3 separate regions of the Mus musculus genome follow, and all the other regions are linked to region 1. The links are chromatin contacts, called in public HiChIP or PLAC-seq maps. All regions are on one chromosome and are shown on one strand. The core of a region is the stretch at or near the end of the contact, and the rest is flanking DNA. Distances in the headings are between cores, read along the strand shown.

Region 1 (3,766 bases), core at 282-2,781:
GGGTTACTTCACTCAGGATGATACCCTCCAGGTCCATCCATTTGCCTAGGAATTTCATAAATTCATTTTTTTAAATAGCTGAGTAGTATTCCATTGTGTAAATGTACCACATTTTCTGTATCCATTCCTCTGTTGAGGGGCATCTGGGTTCTTTCCATCTTCTGGCTATTATAAACAAGGCTGCTATGAACATAGTGGAGCATGTGTTCTTCTTACCGGTTGGGACATCTTCTGGATATATGCCCAGGAGAGGTATTGCGGGATCCTCTGGTAGTACTATGTCCAATTTTCTGAGGAACTGCCAGACTGATTTCCAGAGTGGTTGTACAAGCTTGCAATCCCACCAACAATGGAGGAATGTTCCCCTTTCTCCACATCCTCGCCAACATCTGCTGTCACCTGAGTTTTTGATCTTAGCCATTCTGACTGGAGTGAAGTGGAATCTACAGAGCAATTGTGATCAAAACTGCATGGTACTGGTATAGTGACAGACAAGTAGACCAATGGAACAGAATTGAAGACCCAGAGATGAACCCACACACCTATGGTCACTTGATCTTTGACAAGGGAGCTAAAACCATCCAGTGGAAAAAAGACAGCATTTTCAACAAATGGTGCTGGCACAACTGGCGGTTATCATGTAGAAGAATGCGAATTGATCCATTTCTATCTCCTTGTACTAAGGTCAAATCTAAGTGGATTAAGGAACTCCACATAAAACCAGAGACACTGAAACTTATAGAGGAGAAAGTAGGGAAAAGCCTCGAAGATATGGGTACAGGGGAAAGATTCCTGAATAGAACAGCAATGGCTTGTGCTGTAAGATCAAGAATCGATAAATGGGACCTCATAAAATTGCAAAGCTTCTGCAAAGCAAAAGACACCGTCAATAAGATAAAAAGGCCACCAACAGATTGGGAAAGGATCTTTACCTATCCCAAATCAGATAGGGGACTAATATCCAATATATATAAAGAACTCAAGAAGGTGGACTCCAGAAAAATCAAATAACCCCATTAAAAAATGGGGCTCAGAGCTGAACAAAGAATTCTCACCTGAGGAATACCGAATGGCAGAGAAACATCTGAAAAAATGTTCAACATCCTTAATCATCAGGGAAATGCGAATCTAAAAATCTTAAGTAAAACAGAAAAACAGAGTGGGGCGGGGGTGGGGGGTGAGGGTAGGGGATGGTCTGGAAGCAGGAGGTGGGTGAAGCTTTTACTCCACAAAAGGAGGAAGCAAAGACAATTTCCCATCACTACCCAGTCTTTGGGTGAAAAGAAAAAGATCCCTTTTCAAAACTGCAGCTATGGGCCTTTAGTGTTTGTTTGTTTGTTTGTTTGTTTGTTTACATGCAGTTGAGGTCTGAATGCATTCTGTGAATGTACCCTTTGTCTTTCAGTCGGGGTAAATGATAAACAAAACTAAGGTATTTATCTAAAGTAGCTCCGGGCATTCTCATGGCCTCTGAGCAAGATCCAGTGTAGTCCTTTCCAGAGAGGCTGCCCTGGCTGCAGAGCTCCAGGAATTCCCATCTCCCAGCAGACGAGTTCCAAGTGGCTGCAGAGCAAACAAAAACAAGGTTGACCTCACCTACAAAGCAAACAAAGGATGCAAGGAAAACACAGGAACTCTGGGAGAAAAGTCAAGGAAACAAAGGACAGAAGTGCACTGCGAAGATTCAAGGGTTGTTGGTTTTTAGTGAAAACACAGATACAATTGCCTTGAATGATTCTAAGAAAAAGATAGAATCTAAACTTATGGAGCTGAAAAGATGACTCAGAGGTTAAGAATATGTACTGGGTTTGCAGAGGGCTCGGGTTCGTTTCCCAACAGGAACACAGAAAGCATCTCAGTTTCTCCAGCTCCAAGGGAGATCCAATAATCAATCAATCTCTCTCTCTCTCTCTCTCTCTCTCTCTCTCTCTCTCTCTCTCTCTCTCTCAATTTTTGAGATAGGATCTCTGGAATGATCTGGGATTGGCATCCTCTCTGAGTTCATCTCTCCTACGGTTGGAAACCCAGGAATTGGATCTGCTTGCCTCTTCCGTGTGGATGCCCTCTTTTGCACTATTCTGGTGAGCACAAGGGTGATCCTCTGTCATCTTCTGAGACAGGGGAGTAGGGCAGACGCTGAAGCTTCGAACCTTACACAGGGGCTGCAGAGTTAGCAGAGGGCTAGAGGAGGGCTGGAGACACTTGGGTTCTGATGGAGAGGAGGGCATTGAGAAGGTGCTGATAGATGTCTCTCAGTGCATGGTGGGAGCTGGAAACCAGGCATTAGATGCTTTGCCTTCAACAAAGGGACTCTATGACTGTCTCCTGGTGGCTTTGCTTCATTGGCCCCGTGTTTCCCTATGGTCATATGACACACCAGAAAAGTCCTAGACCCAGATTTATTGTATGGGACCATTAGTGGGGGTAGTCTCTGAACTCTCAATCGGAAAACAAAGCAGACTGACTGCCCTACACTTACACACTTTCTAGCTGGCTCTTTGTGTGTTTTTAAATCATATTTCTCTGGTTATTGTTACTTGTGTAAAAGAGAGAGGGGGTGGGTCAGGCATGACCCCATGTAGCCTCGGTGCCTCTGTACCTCGGTGCCTCTGCAGAGGACCGTTTGGTCCATGGCCACCTTGGCAACCAAGCAACAGATGTAAATTAAACCTGATCATGGCAAAGTTTTGTGGCCCCTTCCACACGGCAGGCCCTGGAAGATTCCTTCCCATGTGCTGCTACACATATATGTGTTTTGCAGAGTTTACAAAAGCAAGAGACTTTAGGCATACCTGGTAGAGACCTTTCTCCACTCCAGTTCCCTCTTGCCATGCCTTGGATCAGGACAGTAGAGGGCTGAGGATGCAGTTGCTGGGGTTTGGTAAGATACATGCACATGATTCAAAATTACCTTCACCTTTGTAGATATGTGTCATATACACAAAGACAGGAACCCATTCCAAGAGATATGTTATTAGGCTCTGTATCATTTTGAAGTTAATGTAGATCAGACCTATGCTTACCCAGCTAGCATGCTAATTACACACTTCAGCTCTATGGATATCTTATGATTTAGCCTAGTACTCCCAGGGCCATGATGAATGCGATTAAATCAAATATAAGAAAAAGGATGTAGTGAAGACCCAACAATAAGCGTGAGATGGAGATGCTGGTGCTATAGACAGACTGTTTTACAGTAAACATTTTTATGAGCGGAAGTGCAGTCTAACAGTTAGAAGCATGGTGTAGCATGCACACTAACTAGTAAGAAAATCACATTTCACCATTATCAGGAACTGTGTGCTGCACCCAATTTTCTGTGTATTTTTATATGGCTGCCAGCCCAGTAGGTTTGTTTACACCAGAAACACCACACACATGTGTGCACTGTAATACCCAATGACATTCTGCTGGCACAGTGTCACCAGCTGATGGAAAGTTTCCAGCTCTCCTATAGTCTCACAGGACCACCGAGATACATGTGGCTTGTGGTTGACTGAGATGTTGCTTCACAGCACAGAACTACAGCCGTCCCTCAGTTCTCCCATCCAGGAATGAGACTCACGGGAATGCTCCCGTTGCTCCCTGTGCGTGTCCTCCTGGCATCTCCACACAGAGACCCAGAGAACAATTTAGATAATTAGATCCATCGGTTGAAAAACGTATTTGTATTTGTATCTGTGCGAGAAAATTTGATACTCTGTGTTAAAACTTTATGACTCACAATGTACAAAATAACTTGGGACCATTATTCAGAAACCTGATG
Region 2 (4,079 bases), core at 372-2,871, 890 kb before region 1:
TCCTTCCTTCCTTCCCTTTCCCTTCCTTCCTCCTGTCCCTCCTTCCTCCCGTCCCTTCTTCCCTCCTTTCCTTCCCTTCTCCCTTCCTTCCCTTCTTTCTTTTTTCCCTCCTCCCTTCCTTCCCTCCTTCCTTTCTTTTACCCTTCCTTCATTCCTGAAGGCCCAGGCCAGCATTTCCATTCAGTACTTCCAGGGACATCTGCATCTCCCCTGCCTCCACCCTAGTTCTTACCACCTTGCTTCTCTCTTGGACTAGGACACACCCCATCTTTGCCTTCCGGTCCCCCCAAATTCTACCTTGAAGTCAGTTTTCCACTTAGCACTATGCCAAAGGACCAGTCACTCCCTGCCTGACTTACAGCTTCTCATCCAGCCACCTCGGCCACCTCCTGTCATTCCTTCTTCTTAGCCCTTCACCTCCTTGGTGGCCTTTCAATCTTAGGAGCATCTTTGTCCACCATGGCTTTGGACGATGCCATCCACTGACCTGTGCTCTTCATGTGGTCTTTGCTTCCCAGCTCCCTGCTCCCACTCACACATGACCAGCCCAAAGGGGCTTTCCTTGGGATTGCAGGAAAGCAGCTTCCCCATTCTCCATGGCTCCAATCATTCTAGTCCGTCAGTCTTTCTCCCCTCGTAGTACCATGAAGGCCTTGAAAAAGACACTGTATATGGACAGAGGCTCTATCTTTCTCCTTTGTGCTGATGTCTCTTTTGCTTAGAGTCACATAGTGAATGTCCCAGAATCGCCTTTGGTTTTCTTGATGTGGAAGAATGGCAAACCAGAGGGAGGGGGCAAAGCAGGGTGTCTTTTCCCCCCATGACGATGTAGAACAGACAGACAAACAGAAGCACACAGAACCAGCTCTGTCAGAAGTTTGGAAACAGTTCAATGTTTTACATTAATTATGTGAATGACAAATGATAGCAAGCATGCTCACCTGTCTTCAAAACAGTAGGAAATCTGGGGGCACCCCCCACTGAGCTGAGCCCCACCCCCCACCCCTCACCCCAACCCCAGCATGCTGGCAGTCTTGGTTTTGAAGGAGCAGCAGCCTGAGCCCCACTTTGGGACTCTGCTTCTTTGAATGAAGGGGAGCAAACCAGCATGCAGTTCTGTTCTAACTTATCTGGAGGAACTTGAAGGATGGGTCTTTCATTCTGGTGGACAGAAACATGGGCATCTCTCGAGAAGCGAAGCTGGAGGTGGATCCCAGAGCCCCACAGACACCAGCAGGTGCTTGAGATTTGCCCGTGATTGCAACATTACAGAAAGGCAGGGGCAGGAGGCCAACCTGCGCTACAGATGGAGACTCAAATCTGCAGACTCTGTCTCAAGCAAAATAAAACAAACATCTCCCCCCAAAACCCACACCAGACTGACCAACCAAAGACTCAGAGATGCCTGAGAGAGATGTAGTGGGCCAGGTCTTACAGTTAGACCACCCAGGGCCTGCCGGAAACAAAGGGCTAGGAAATCAGCCACAGGTATGGCAGGATTTAGAGAGCCACACACATGCCTCAGGCTAGGTGAATCAGCGCTGGAAAAGAACAAAAAGACATTAGGATTTTGTTTTAGGCTCCTCTGCCATTTAGCGCAATCCCTGCTGAGAGTGAGGGAGTGTCCCAGAACAAAGTCAACAGCAAACACCAACAGGTCCCCTTCTCCTTTGTGTGCAGCAGGACTCTGTGTACACAACTTACTTCAAGCCATTCAAGGGAATCTATGTCAAAACATTGACTAAACACAAGCTAAAAGAAGAGGCCAGGGTCCACACAGGAGTAATTGTCTTCCGCAAAGTGACTTAGAAAGTAGTTTTTTGTGATGGTTGTTTTTCAGTGGACAATTACAGCCTTCAACAATCAAAGCAAATGAGCAAAACCCAAAGAAAACAAACAAATGTCTAAAAGCCCCAGGAAGGGAGATGGGCTGATCTCTACAATTAGAGCCTCGTGCAGTTAAATATCCAATTGTCAGAGACAGCAAAATCACAAGGCACTAGGGCACAGGAAGGCTTGGCTCGCTAAAGGGGGCCAAGGAGACAGAAACTGACTCACTCCCAAGGAACCAAAGAAATCAGAACTATTTGACAAGGGTTTAAAAGGAACTGTCTTAAATGTGCTCTCGCACCAAAAAAGAACTAGTGTAAAAGAGCAAATGAAGAGAATATATCATTAAAGGGATAGAAACCACCACCACCATCATCACCACCACCACCATCATCATCACCACCACCACCATCATCACCACCACCACCATCATCACCACCACCATCATCATCACCATCATCATCATCATAGAATCAAACAGAAACCCTACATGAAAAATTTATAAGAAATGTTGAAAACCAGCTTTTCCAGCTTTTCCTTCTCTTCCTTTTTGGAGTCAACTCTTGATATTTAGTAATGATGATCCTCCTGCCTCAGCCTTCTAAATGATGGAAATACAGGTGTGTGCCATCATGTCTGGCCCCAGAGGAAATCTGATTAGGTAAAACAAGGGGAGAAAGAAAGAAAGAGAGAGAGAGAGAGAGAGAGAGAGAGAGAGAGAGAGAGAGAGAGAGAGAAGGGAGGGAGGGAAGGAAGGAAAGAAGGAAGGAAAGAAGGAAGGAAAGAAGGAAAGAAGAAAGAGAATAAAGAAAGGAGAAAGACATCAGACTCAAAGACAGGACAGGTAAAATGATCAGACTCTGAAATAAAAGAGAATGAAGAAATATGAACCTGAGGAATGTACAGGCTCAGTGAAGTGAACTAATATCATGTATAGGAACCCAAGAACGAGAAGAGAGACAGAGACAGATGGATGGATAGACAGACACGTGGCAGGGGTGGCAATGGGCAATATGGGCAATGGTTGGGCTAGAGGGGTGGTTCATTGGTCAAGTGCACTGGCTGCTCTTCCAGAGGACCTGGATTCCATTATTAGCACCCACAGGGTGGCTTAAAACTCCATTTCCAGGGGATCCAGTACCCTCTTCTGGTCAGGCATACATATGGTACACAGACATATACTTATAATGCAGACAAGCACTTATAAACATAAAACAATAGAACAAAACTTAAAAAGAGGAAAGCAGGCTGGTTAACAGTGGCCAGTGCTTGATTAAACGTATGAACCTCCAATTTTAAGATTTTAACATCCAGGGAAGCACCAAGTGTGGGCAAGGATATAAAGAGGTGGAAAATGGAAGTCCCTGTGTGCTGCTAGTGGGAATTCTGCAGGGAAACCATGGGCAGACTCTCATCACTTAACTCTGGGATCACTGTGGGATTCAGCAATTCTACTATATTAATTGTGTACCCAAAAGGCCCGAAAGCATGCACTCAAAGATGCTATACTTTATTATGACAGCAAAGAAGAGTGAGGAGGCTAGACCTGAAAACCTGTGACTTGGGTAGTATGAAACTCTAGCGTGGTAGCATTGGCATAAAGTGAATAGCCGGGTAATCTCAAAGGGGCTTCTTTTGAATTGCACCACGGGGCAATGACTGACGTCCGGGGATGCCCAGGGCGTGTTTACATGGCATCCAGAGGGCCAAGGACCTAGGACACTATGCAAATGAGCAGGATACTCTCCACTGCCCCCGCTGATGGGGCACTGTGAAATCTCAGCAAAGCAGTCATGGCAAGCATCGATACCATAGTACATCTCTTGTGGTTCGCACAGCCGTCCAGTCAGCCTTGTGGCCCCTCTGCTCCCTGCTTTTGCATCTGCTTCCCCTCCTGGCTGTCTGCTTGTCTGGTTGCCTACATCACAGGTTCCCACAATGATCCCCAGTGTAGTCATTCCTTCCTGGGTAGCCAGGACCTTGCTGGACAAAACTGTAGCTGTGGGGCACCTGCAGGCTCCAGGTAGTCTTTAGGTCTCAGCTCTTCAATCAGCGGGCTCTGATTCCAAGTGCAGTGAGCAGTAACTTCGCCCTAGCAATAGCCTGGGTGTGTTGGCTCCAGCTCATCTCTTAAGAAGCAATGAGGTCGAAGACTGAATAAGCTGTGAAGGAGAGAGATGTAGACTCTGCATGAGGAGCTCTAGGGGCAAGCAGTGGGCTAGCTATGGCTTCTTCAAGGAACACCCAAG
Region 3 (4,131 bases), core at 1,164-3,663, 910 kb before region 1:
GAAAACAAAGATCAGGAGGTCAAATAGGCTCAAGAGAGCTCAGAGGTTTGCTCCACCAACACACTCCAAATCAGCATCCAAACCATCACTTCACAAGATGACGTGGGTGATATGAATGAAAACAAGATGCAGGATTCTGGCTCAAGAGCAAATGCTAGGCTAAATAAATTAAACATATATTTATATGTGTCACATATATCATCTCTCTCACACACACACACAATTAGATACTCACGATTCTAATAACTTAAGCCAGAGAGCTCACTGAACAGAGAACGGGCCAGTGTGCTCTGTAAAACACCACAAGCTCACAACACTCTATGTGTGGCAGCTCTGTGTGACAGGGTGGGAGGTATGAGGCTACACACACACACACACACACACACACACACAGTGTATCATTGGTTCTGCCACACTGTTGGGCCCAGCCTCAGCTGTATGAGAGGATACTGGCATTAGAGACAGGTGACTTTCTCAGATACAAAGTGTCTGTAGCAAAGGACCGACCTTAAGACTTAACAACAACAGGTGGGAGAATTCTATTAGAGAAGTAAAAAAGTAAAAATTAAAAACAAAAATTTCTCACTGAAACTGACTCGGGTAAGGCTAAGCAGACCTGTCCCAGGATGGCTACAAAGATTCAAAATGCAAATGAATTGAAGTGGATGAAAACAGATGGCAAATCTCATTCAGAATGTCTGTCTGTGAGGAACAACCTCTTTCAGAATGTCTGACTGTGAGGAACAACCTCTTTCAGAATGTCTGTCTGTGAGGAACAACCTCTTTCAGAATGTCTATGAGGAAAAACCTCATTCAGAATGTCTGTCTGTGAGGAACAACCTCATTCAGAATGTCTGTCTGTGAGGAACAACCTCATTCAGAATGTCTGTCTGTGAGGAACAACTCTTTCAGAATGTCTGTCTGTGAGGAACAACCTCATTCAGAATGTCTGTCTGTGAGGAACAACCTCTTTCAGAATGTCTGTCTGTGAGGAACAACCTCATTCAGAATGTCTGTCTGTGAGGAATAACTCTTTCAGAATGTCTGTTTGTGAAGAACAACCTCTTTCAGAATGTCTGTTTGTGAGGAACAACCTCATTTAGAATGTCTGTCTGTGAGGAACGGGGCTGTGGAAATTGCACTATGAAAGTATATTCTTGATATGGAACAGGGCATATTGCTCTGTCCTATGCCAGGTTACAAATGAAGGAAACAGGCTCTTTATATGATGACAAGGGATAGGGGCAGAGATGGACAACACTGTCTTCCATGCCCAGTACAGCTGAGAGGGGCTACCCAGCGGGAGGGACTCTTTGCCATAGTAGCACCATATCTGGACTCTGTTTGCGGTCCACATCAACACTGGCGGCATGTTTACAGGCTGCCAAACTCCTATAAAAAGCCGGGCTGGTGGCAGAGGCCCTTATTCCAGCGCTGTGATTCGAACCAGGGCCTGAGTGAAGACCTGTATGCCCAAACTCCATTGCTGAAGAGAGGGTCTTGGGAGAATGCTATGTAGAAGTGAGGGTCCGTGCTCTGTGCATCACACTTGTTCCAGAAAATAAACAAAGTGCTCCAGAAAATGAAGTCTTATCTTTTTTTATCACAAGTGCTCGCTCAATAAATACGCCCTTGTCTGATCAGTTGAGGGAGGGGCTTAAATACAATTTATAAGAGTGCATTATTCACTGAACCTGGTGACACACGCCTCTAATCCAAATTACTCAGCTGCCAGAAGGACCCCCAAGGTATAGGACAGCCTGGGTGACTTAACTGGGCTTGGCCTCAGAAGTAAGCTTTGCTGCGCCCCCTCCAACACACACATACCCACCCATTTGGGGCTTCTGAGAAGCTCGTGGGTGGAAACAGGATGTTTCTTCTTTGTGTATCTGTGTTAACTGGTGGAGCTGGCATATGCTAAATGCCTGGAGCCTCTGGAACAATCATATGGGAGGACTCCAGGGACTAGCCAAACAGCCAGCCAAGAGTAAGGGCTGGACTGAATAAGGACCAGTTTCCAGAAGGCTCTGGGAGGGGTCTGGAAGAGATGGGCGTCTCTAATTGTGTCAGCTTTCCTGATAGAGTGCACTTTTGTGCAGGAAGAACGGAATAAATCTTGCTTTTTTTTTCCCCAGCACCACCATAAGGAAACAACTCCTCCCCTCTCCCCAGGTCAAAATGAAGTTAGTTTCCACTGAATGCTTGCAGGCTGGTGTCTTGAAGGCTGACCCCGCAGAGCAGGAGCCTCTAAAGCCGAGTCTAATACAGAGAAGTAAGGTTAACAAGAGGCTAGAGTTGGGCATACAGAATCGCTCGGAGAAAGCCCGTGGGCGGAGCTCCGTACAGGTCCGTTGCCATTGGTCTCCGGGCAGTCCCTAGAACCAATCAGCGCGGGCCGAGGCAGCTCAACCCCACAGGTGAGGACCCGCCAGAAGCGCACGCGTGGCAGCGGCCAGCAGGCGTGGGCCCTATTGCACACTTATGTCACCAGGGCTGGTGAGGGGGAGACTCCACCCTTATATCAGGAGAGGGTGTGGCAAGCGGCTTCTTTCGGCTTCTCCGGGTATTTTTTTTTTTTCACTTTTCACTGGCTACTCCTAATCTCAATGCCCAGAAACTCCTTTAAAATTTTTTTTTCTGGTTTAATATAAGGTTGCAGGGTGGTTTGTGGCAAATCCTGGAACCCAGAAATTCTGTATCCTGCGCCCCACCAACTCGCGGACGAACACAGATGGAATGGTCAAGGTCTCTCCTCCAAGGCGACTCAAAGCAGTCTGGCTGAGCTGAAGTGCCAGAGGCCTGCTATAAACAGGGGCGCTCAAGTTTCATGAATCCGCCAGGCTTACAAGGAAAATATCTCATTGTAACACACTGCATGTCCTTTTAAATATTGAGAAAAGCCAACTCCTCTTTACAAAGGTCTATTTACAGGACTAGATATCAATCACGTCTATTTCCATGACTCACTTAATTTTAAGCTTGATTTTTTTTTTTTTTTTTGGACTGGAACTGTTTGTAGTAGTCTTGTGGTTGGAATGTGATGTCTTAATTCCTGTATAGTCTTGGGATCATTAGCATATCCATCACCTTAATCTTTTATCATCCCTTCGTGGTGGGTACATAGACGTTCTCCTATTCTGTTCTATAATATACTATTGTTAACTGGATTCTCCCTGCTGTTCTACAGAACATCATATTGTTGTGGGGGCAAAGATGGAGCAGTACAGCTTCATTTAGCCATGCTTCTTACACGTCACAGGGAAGCAAGTTTTTGAGTGAGTCAATAACAAACTATTTTCTAAATATTTGTCAAACGACCCGCCGAGTGTGTGAGGTGCAGATATAAAAGAATTTTAAATAGAGAAAGCCACTCCTCCTCTGCACAAAACTTTGCTGTGGGGTTCTTGAGCCGCAGGGATGTTGTAACACTTAGCCTCTTGGCTATAATGGAATTTACTATCAAGTTACTAAGAATAATTGTTGCTTCTCACAGCTAACCTCCCCTATCTCTGGGCCAGAAGAACTAGTCTGGCATGCAGAAGCAGCCGTTTTTATTTGAGTTTGGATAGTCTTGGAGAACAAGGAATAAGACAGTCCTAACAAGGTAACGATTTAAGTATAAAAAAACTTTTCTGGTCTTCAATGACACTGGTACCCCATCTCTTCTTTCTTGTCAGTTGAGGAAGGCAGGATAGGCTCTCATTACCCTTGACACTATGCCATGTACTTGGGGGAGTGGAGCCTCTCCCACCAGCCCCGCCCTTAAGTTTCTCTTACTCTCTGAAATAGTCTTGTTGACTGACGTGAGAGGTGAAGTTCCGATGAAGCTCTCTTTATAGCAATAGAAGCTGTTGTGCTGTGCCTGTAGGGTGGGCATTTTGTGCTTCTGTCCATCAGTTTAACTTCCATGTTCACAGAGTGAGAACACAGAACATTCCAAACGGCCCAGAGCAGTGGGTAAGCTGTCTTGGTCCTGGGCTTCAGTTTTGAGGCTTGGTAAAAACAGCACCTCTAACCTCAGAGCTGCCAGTGGTGTTTGTTTTGCTTTATTTGTTTATTTATTTATTTGCTTATTTTTTATTCCTAGTGAACTTATTGTAAATAGTTTTAGTGACTTGAATAGTCATTTTG

Evidence for each region. HiChIP or PLAC-seq counts read pairs in DNA pulled down with a chosen protein or histone mark.
Region 2: a contact with region 1 is called in an H3K27ac HiChIP or PLAC-seq map of extraembryonic endoderm stem cells, with 7 times the contacts expected there. The contact joins two enhancer-like sites. A contact is called at or near these places in 1 of 39 promoter capture datasets (hippocampal neurons), 4 of 115 datasets of contacts at active chromatin or transcription factors (embryonic limb bud, extraembryonic endoderm stem cells, forebrain and 1 more) and 1 of 9 other capture datasets (liver).
Region 3: an H3K27ac HiChIP or PLAC-seq map of extraembryonic endoderm stem cells shows a contact between it and region 1, with 11 times the contacts expected there. The contact joins two enhancer-like sites. A contact is called at or near these places in 2 of 39 promoter capture datasets (frontonasal cranial neural crest and hippocampal neurons), 5 of 115 datasets of contacts at active chromatin or transcription factors (embryonic limb bud, embryonic midbrain, extraembryonic endoderm stem cells and 2 more) and 2 of 9 other capture datasets (embryonic stem cells and liver).

Annotation. Positions count from the first base shown.
Region 1 is chr11:64,826,195-64,829,960 of GRCm38.p6, forward strand. No RefSeq gene overlaps it. Among named protein-coding and RNA genes, the nearest start is that of Gm40025, 15 kb to the right of the region's middle. Within about 2 kb of position 1,532, at least 6 of the 459 cell types and tissues checked have an H3K27ac peak or open chromatin away from gene starts, as enhancers often do. A contact at or near this core is called in extraembryonic endoderm stem cells, where this site is marked.
Region 2 is chr11:63,935,295-63,939,373 of GRCm38.p6, forward strand. No RefSeq gene overlaps it. Among named protein-coding and RNA genes, the nearest start is that of Hs3st3b1, 15 kb to the left of the region's middle. Within about 2 kb of position 1,622, at least 13 of the 459 cell types and tissues checked have an H3K27ac peak or open chromatin away from gene starts, as enhancers often do. A contact at or near this core is called in extraembryonic endoderm stem cells, where this site is marked.
Region 3 is chr11:63,912,143-63,916,273 of GRCm38.p6, forward strand. The region is part of intron 1 of Hs3st3b1 (heparan sulfate (glucosamine) 3-O-sulfotransferase 3B1); the gene reads right to left. Among named protein-coding and RNA genes, the nearest start is that of Hs3st3b1, 8.1 kb to the right of the region's middle. Within about 2 kb of position 2,414, at least 125 of the 459 cell types and tissues checked have an H3K27ac peak or open chromatin away from gene starts, as enhancers often do. A contact at or near this core is called in extraembryonic endoderm stem cells, where this site is marked.